Regions from separate parts of the Mus musculus genome. Here region 1 is linked to region 2. Evidence: chromatin contacts called from public Hi-C data. All regions are on one chromosome and are shown on one strand. The core of a region is the stretch at or near the end of the contact, and the rest is flanking DNA. Distances in the headings are between cores, read along the strand shown. Region 1 has its middle 24 kb from the start of Tacc3. Region 2 holds the start of Fam53a (family with sequence similarity 53, member A).

What was found. A called contact is a pair of places that touch in the nucleus more often than the background predicts.
Region 1: a Hi-C map of the G1E-ER4 cell line shows a contact between it and region 2, with 2.3 times the contacts expected there. The contact joins the enhancer-like site here to the promoter of Fam53a in region 2. A contact is called at or near these places in 8 of 484 Hi-C or Micro-C datasets (CD4 T cells, the G1E-ER4 cell line, the N1E-115 cell line and 4 more), 5 of 115 datasets of contacts at active chromatin or transcription factors (the SCID.adh cell line, embryonic stem cells, pancreatic cancer cells and 1 more) and 2 of 9 other capture datasets (adipose tissue and pancreatic islet).

What each region holds. Positions count from the first base shown.
Region 1 is chr5:33,680,618-33,683,317 of GRCm38.p6, forward strand. No RefSeq gene overlaps it. Among named protein-coding and RNA genes, the nearest start is that of Tacc3, 24 kb to the left of the region's middle. Within about 2 kb of position 1,299, at least 36 of the 459 cell types and tissues checked have an H3K27ac peak or open chromatin away from gene starts, as enhancers often do. A contact at or near this core is called in the G1E-ER4 cell line, embryonic stem cells and thymic regulatory T cells, where this site is marked.
Region 2 is chr5:33,628,285-33,630,984 of GRCm38.p6, forward strand. Fam53a (family with sequence similarity 53, member A) reads right to left here and starts at 1,351. Exons shown (of 6, transcript NM_178390.3): 1 at 1,053-1,351; 2 at 569-693. It also overlaps Gm9903.

The DNA of each region.
Region 1 (2,700 bases), core at 49-2,548, 52 kb after region 2:
GGCCTACGTGAGCTGGGCCTGGAGTCTTCCTACACTGTACGTTTTGTTAAGGGACCTTTCCCTCTCTGTGCTAGAGATGAAACACCAATGGCGGAAACCAGGCCTGATTCTTTTTTTTTTTTAAAGATAGATTTATTTATTTATTTATTTATTTATTTATTTATTTATTTATATGTTGTGAGCCACCATGTGGTTGCTAGGATTTGAACTCCGGACCTTCGGAAGAGCAGTCGGGTGCTCTTACCCACTGAGCCATCTCTCCAGCCCCAGGCCTGTTTCTTACCCACCCTGTAGTGGGGACACTATGACCCAAACTAGTATATGTAGGGCTGGGGACAGTGCCCTTTTATCACATAGGGGGCTTTCCAGAGCAGACAAAAGGAGGCCTGCAGGGTTAGGGTCTTTCTTCAAAAAGAGGCTTCAAAATGCTGGTTAAGGTCTCATTTGTCCAACCTCTGAGTCTCCAAGGGATCCACTATGTCTCTGGGAGGCCCTGCCTGGCCCCAGGTCTGCCCAAGGCAGGAGGGCTGGGCCAGATCTGTGCTGCCCCAACGTGCCCACTTGCTCCCTCAGGAGGCCTGATGTGCCAGGTGCTGCTCCCCTGCCAGGAACATGAGCTCACCTTGACCCTGGGGCAGGATGGGAGAGGCTTCCCCACCCCACAGGCAACGTGACTTGCCCCAGGTCACAAAGCCATCTCTTTGGCTCCCCACCCTGCCCTAGCTGCCCACCCCCACCACTTCCTGGAACGCTCCAGAGGGTCTGAATCTGTTAGTTTCTCTCTGAAGTAAGGGCCTCACATGTGTGGTGACATTACCAGTCAGCTCTGAGAGGGAGCCAGGGACATTAGGGAGGGTCCTGTAGTCTAACTAGATAGGTTCAGTAAAATGAATACTAGCAACTGGCTCAAGATACCAAAAGATGTGAAGGCAGAATGTCCCATCCAAGGCATAGGATGCAGGAGCCTCTTGGATCACGCATCATAATAAGAAGGGGAGCCTAGGCCCCAGCAAAACCACTCCAGGCCAAGGACAGAAGGGGGCTCTGTACAAGCACAAGCCAGCAGTCATGGCTGTTGTTGACTTGTTTTGCCTCCGCGCCTGCTAGCCAAGCAGGAAGCGCCAGGGGCTCTCCCCTCGGGCTGGCAGCCAGGCCTCCTTGGTGTTTCTGGGAACCCCCCTCCCCACACGCCCAGGAAACAGGAATGTACCCTTGCCCTGAGTCTAGGCTTGTCTGGCTCCAGGTGTCCCACCAGCCCCACTGCGTTGTCCCCTCCGTCGAGCTGGAGGATAACTGGGTGAGGCCAGAGCAGAAAAGGCTTCCTGTAGTGGGAAGCATCAGGCCCAGGGGAGGTGTGGGCTGGGCTGATAAAGGCCACTAGAGAGTGGAGGGGTTCATCTCAAGGAAAGTGAGGAAGTCAACGAAATGGGCCACGTGGTGACCGGGCTGTTGCCTAGGCCGGGGCGTTCCCTATCGTTCCTAGCAGTTCCTCCTGTATAGCCATAGTCTATACCCATCTTCCTAAAGACCCCAACCTGAACCTCAGAACCCAAACCCCTAACCTTAACCACAAAGGAAATGTGCAGCCTTTTTAGAGCAACAGCAGTATGTGGAGAGATAAGCCAGCATAAGGACAATCACTGTGAGCCTGGGCCCACTTCTGGCCACCAGCATCCCTGGCCATGAGGAAGGAGGCCCCTGCCCTTCCCTCCAGAGCACAGTGAGAGGTCTCAAGACCCTTGTCACCGAGCCATGCAATCACCTAGAGAATACATAGTCCTTGGAGCCTGAGCCCAGAAACTTCTCTCTGGCAGAGGTGATAGCTTTAGGCCCTGCACTCTAAGACCACTTCCTAGTCAGGAACCTGAAGTGGAAACTTCTAGATCTTTCGAAAGTTAGTTTACACCAAATGATGATTTGCTGGGACACACAGGTGAAAGGATGTCTTGATAAAGCAGGCACGTGAAAGACTGTTCTCCTGAAGCAGACACAGGGGAAAGGATGTCTGGATATAGCAGACACGTGAATGGACCCTTGATGAAGGAGTACAAAGGGGACCCCCACAGACAGTGGGAGACGAGCGCTGAGCCTTGGTTTGGTTTGCTCTGCCTTGCTTGAGGGCCAAGTGGCTGACAGCACCACTGGCCATGCTGTAGCAAGCCAAGGAGTTGGAATCCTTGCTGACAATACCTTCGCACCGTAGGTCTGTTTCTGCAGGCATCTCCGTGGCTCCATGAATCTTCCCTTTGATGACAGAGACCTGGTCTGTGAGTGGGAGAGTGAAGACCTGCCCCTGACCATTCAGCTTCCATTCCGTCTTATCCTGCATGTTGGGTACCTGCCCTTTGATGAATACTGGATCCCCCTGTGCAGGAACTCTTGGCTAATGACATGCATGGATTGATTTACCTTACATAGCGCTATTGAGCTCAAATTGTGATAATGCTGCCATTGAGAGAAACTCACCCACGAACTGCTTATGAGGTTCCTGTTGTGGTTTGCCGCTTCAATGGCCTCACCTCAGGCCTGCTGGTGAGCCGTTTCTTTAGGAGTGAACTACAGCTGCCTAGTGTCTGCTTGCTTTAAGGACTGGACTGTAGCTGCCAGTTTATATCTGGTGTTTGCCTGCCTAGAGGACTGGTCTCCAGCTGTTAAGTCATATTTGGTGTTTGCTATGGGACTGAACTGCTGCCCAAGAAG
Region 2 (2,700 bases), core at 101-2,600:
AGACGTAAAGAGGAGAACAGGTGCCAGAGGAGTCATCAGAAAGAACGACCAACCACTAACCAAAACAGCAAAGTCCATCTACTCTTCCTAATCAATTTCAATTTCCACCTTGGCGTAATATTCAGAATTTGGAAAAACTATCCTCGGTCCTACCTTGTTCTGAGATGCTGAACTTCCCTTCCAAGACCCACTTTCCTAAGATGACCAAATATGTATTTGAAGCAGCAGCATCAGTGAGCACAAGTCAAATTTCTTAATGTAAAAACTAAAGTACACCTTTCAAGTCAAACTAGTCCATCTTCAAAATTCTCAGAGCTGAAACATCATTATAAACTTAAGTAGTGGGGCTGGAGGGTTAGAATAAGCTTAGATTCATACTTAAAGATATATCTAATGATTAAATACCTTGAAGTGCAAAAAATTAAAGTGATTTTAATTTGGAGTGATAGATCACAGATCTGTAATTAAGACTAATGTACAAAGGCAATAGCATTCGGAGCGGTAAAATACATTGTGAACATCGCACATCCCATCCTCCACACAGGAAGTCTTAAAGGGACTTACACACCCTCAGTCTACGCAGGAAAGTGGCTTCGGAATAGACTTCCAAGTCACCTTCCACAGGTCGTTGGGGAGGATCTGCTCTTGGGATTCCCTTAAGGGACCATCATATCTCGTCAAACTTCCTGCTTCCTGAATACAAAATAACAATCACTGAGTCTCAACAACAGCGGGTTCACGGGCCCACGGACTCAGCATGGCGACAACAGGTCTCAAAGTCGACATGAAAAGTGATTCAACAAGTGGCAGCGCGCCCCAGGCGCAGCGGGCAGGCCTTACCGCCTGGCGTGCAGGAGCGCGCACAACAGAATGCTTGGGGCCTGGCCTAATTGGAGGGGTCCCCGGACTCGCCACGAGTTCGGGGAGCTGGGGCCCAGGGGACTCTAGGGAGCTGGGGCCCAGGGTTCTTTCAGATGCTGGGTCCCCGAGGACCTTAGGATGTCGGGGACACGGGACACGAGGACAGTGCTGGGCCCGGGGCGCGCGGGGACCTTAAGGTGCTGAGACGCCGGCTGGCCCTAGAGGGTGTTCCGCGCGCTGTGCCGATGCACCCGGCTCTCGACGTGCGGCTGCGCGGCGCCGGCCGACGTACGGAGACTCCGGGATCGCAGCGCAAGGACACGGCGTTGCGGTGGCTGGAGCTCTTAGCGATGAGCAGGCGAACGACGGCGCAGAGCACTCTCCGCGAGGCGAGTGAGCACCGAGCTCCGTAGCTGGGGCAGGGCGCCGGCCGCGCAGGCCGCGCTCCGCGCATGGGGACGGTGAGCCTCAGTCACCGCGGAACAAAACCGCAGCCGACGCCCCGCCCCCTCCGGACGCCCTCATTGGTCGCCGCGCCGCTACCACCGCCCCGAGCCGTCAGCCGTCCGCTCGCGCACCCGCCCGCGGAAGCCGCCGCAAGCAATCAACCCTCAGCCGCACCGCTAGGCGGGCGACGTCACTGCCCGGCGTGTTGTGGGTGTGGCCTCGTGACGCCCCGCCCCCGTTTCCTCTCACTTCCCTCCTACGGGTACCGTGCGCCGCTGCTGGCCCCGCCCCCCTGTGCGAGCTGGCCCGCGCCGGGTGTGACGTTAACCTTCGGGTGTCCGCGGGGCATCGAAGGCCGGTAGTGGTACCTATAGGCTCCCGGATTCCAAAGTCCGATGTGACCACCTTCATCTCCCTGCCTTTTTTCTTTTTCTTTCTTTCTTTTATAGCAAAATCTCAGTATGAAGCTCGGACTGTAGACAAGGATGGCTTCGAACTCCTAGAGATCCTTCTGCCTCTGTCTTCCGAGCCCTGGAATTAAAGACAGGCGCCACCAATGCCCAGCTTCTCCTGTCCTTTGCTGGTAATGTGCCTTTGGGCAGGACCCTTCCCTTTGGGAGTCTCATTTCTGGACCTACCGTGTGACTGGAAGGCACTTTTGTGCATTGGGTACCGGTGCTGTGAAGGAAAGCTGCTCTGCAGGTGGGTGTGACTGGGGTGGAGCACTTCTCAGGGTGCTAGAGGCCAGGCGCAGCAAAATGAAACCGCCTGCCGACTTGGCTAGGAATAGGCTGCAATTTCACAAGCCTGTAATCCCTAGACAACCTTGTTCCCAAACAACAAAAAGTAATTTTAAAAAATGTTGCAGGGTTAGGTACAGCTACTTGATGTAGAAAATGGAATAGTTCTCATCTGGAATAAGACCTAAAAAGGAAGACATTAGAAAGCCACTGGGTATTCCTGGGGCACACCAGAAGTCTGGGCCCTGGCCACCACGTTATGGGTCTGGTAAATCCAGTTCTGTACAGGCTCAGAGGCCCAGCCAAGGGAGGCCAAGATCAACTAGAATGAGTGCCCTCACCTGCTGCATCACCTGCGACAGACCTTTCATTTCCTCCTCCAGGTTTCTTGAGGACAGGGGACTTGCGACCTGGATCACAGCAGGCAGGAGCCAGATAAGGACTGAGACATCTGGCAGGCACCTGTGCCTAAGAGGAACTCTGCCCAGAACAGTCCTCAACCACACTCTCCCTGGGCAGATCTGGACCAATGGTGGCCTTCTCAAATCACCACGGTCACCTTGTGTTTCCCAAGCCCTGCAGCTGATTAAGTTACATACGCCACACAGCTCAGCTGTATTTGAGTAATTCCTAAAGGCTTTCAGTGTGTGCC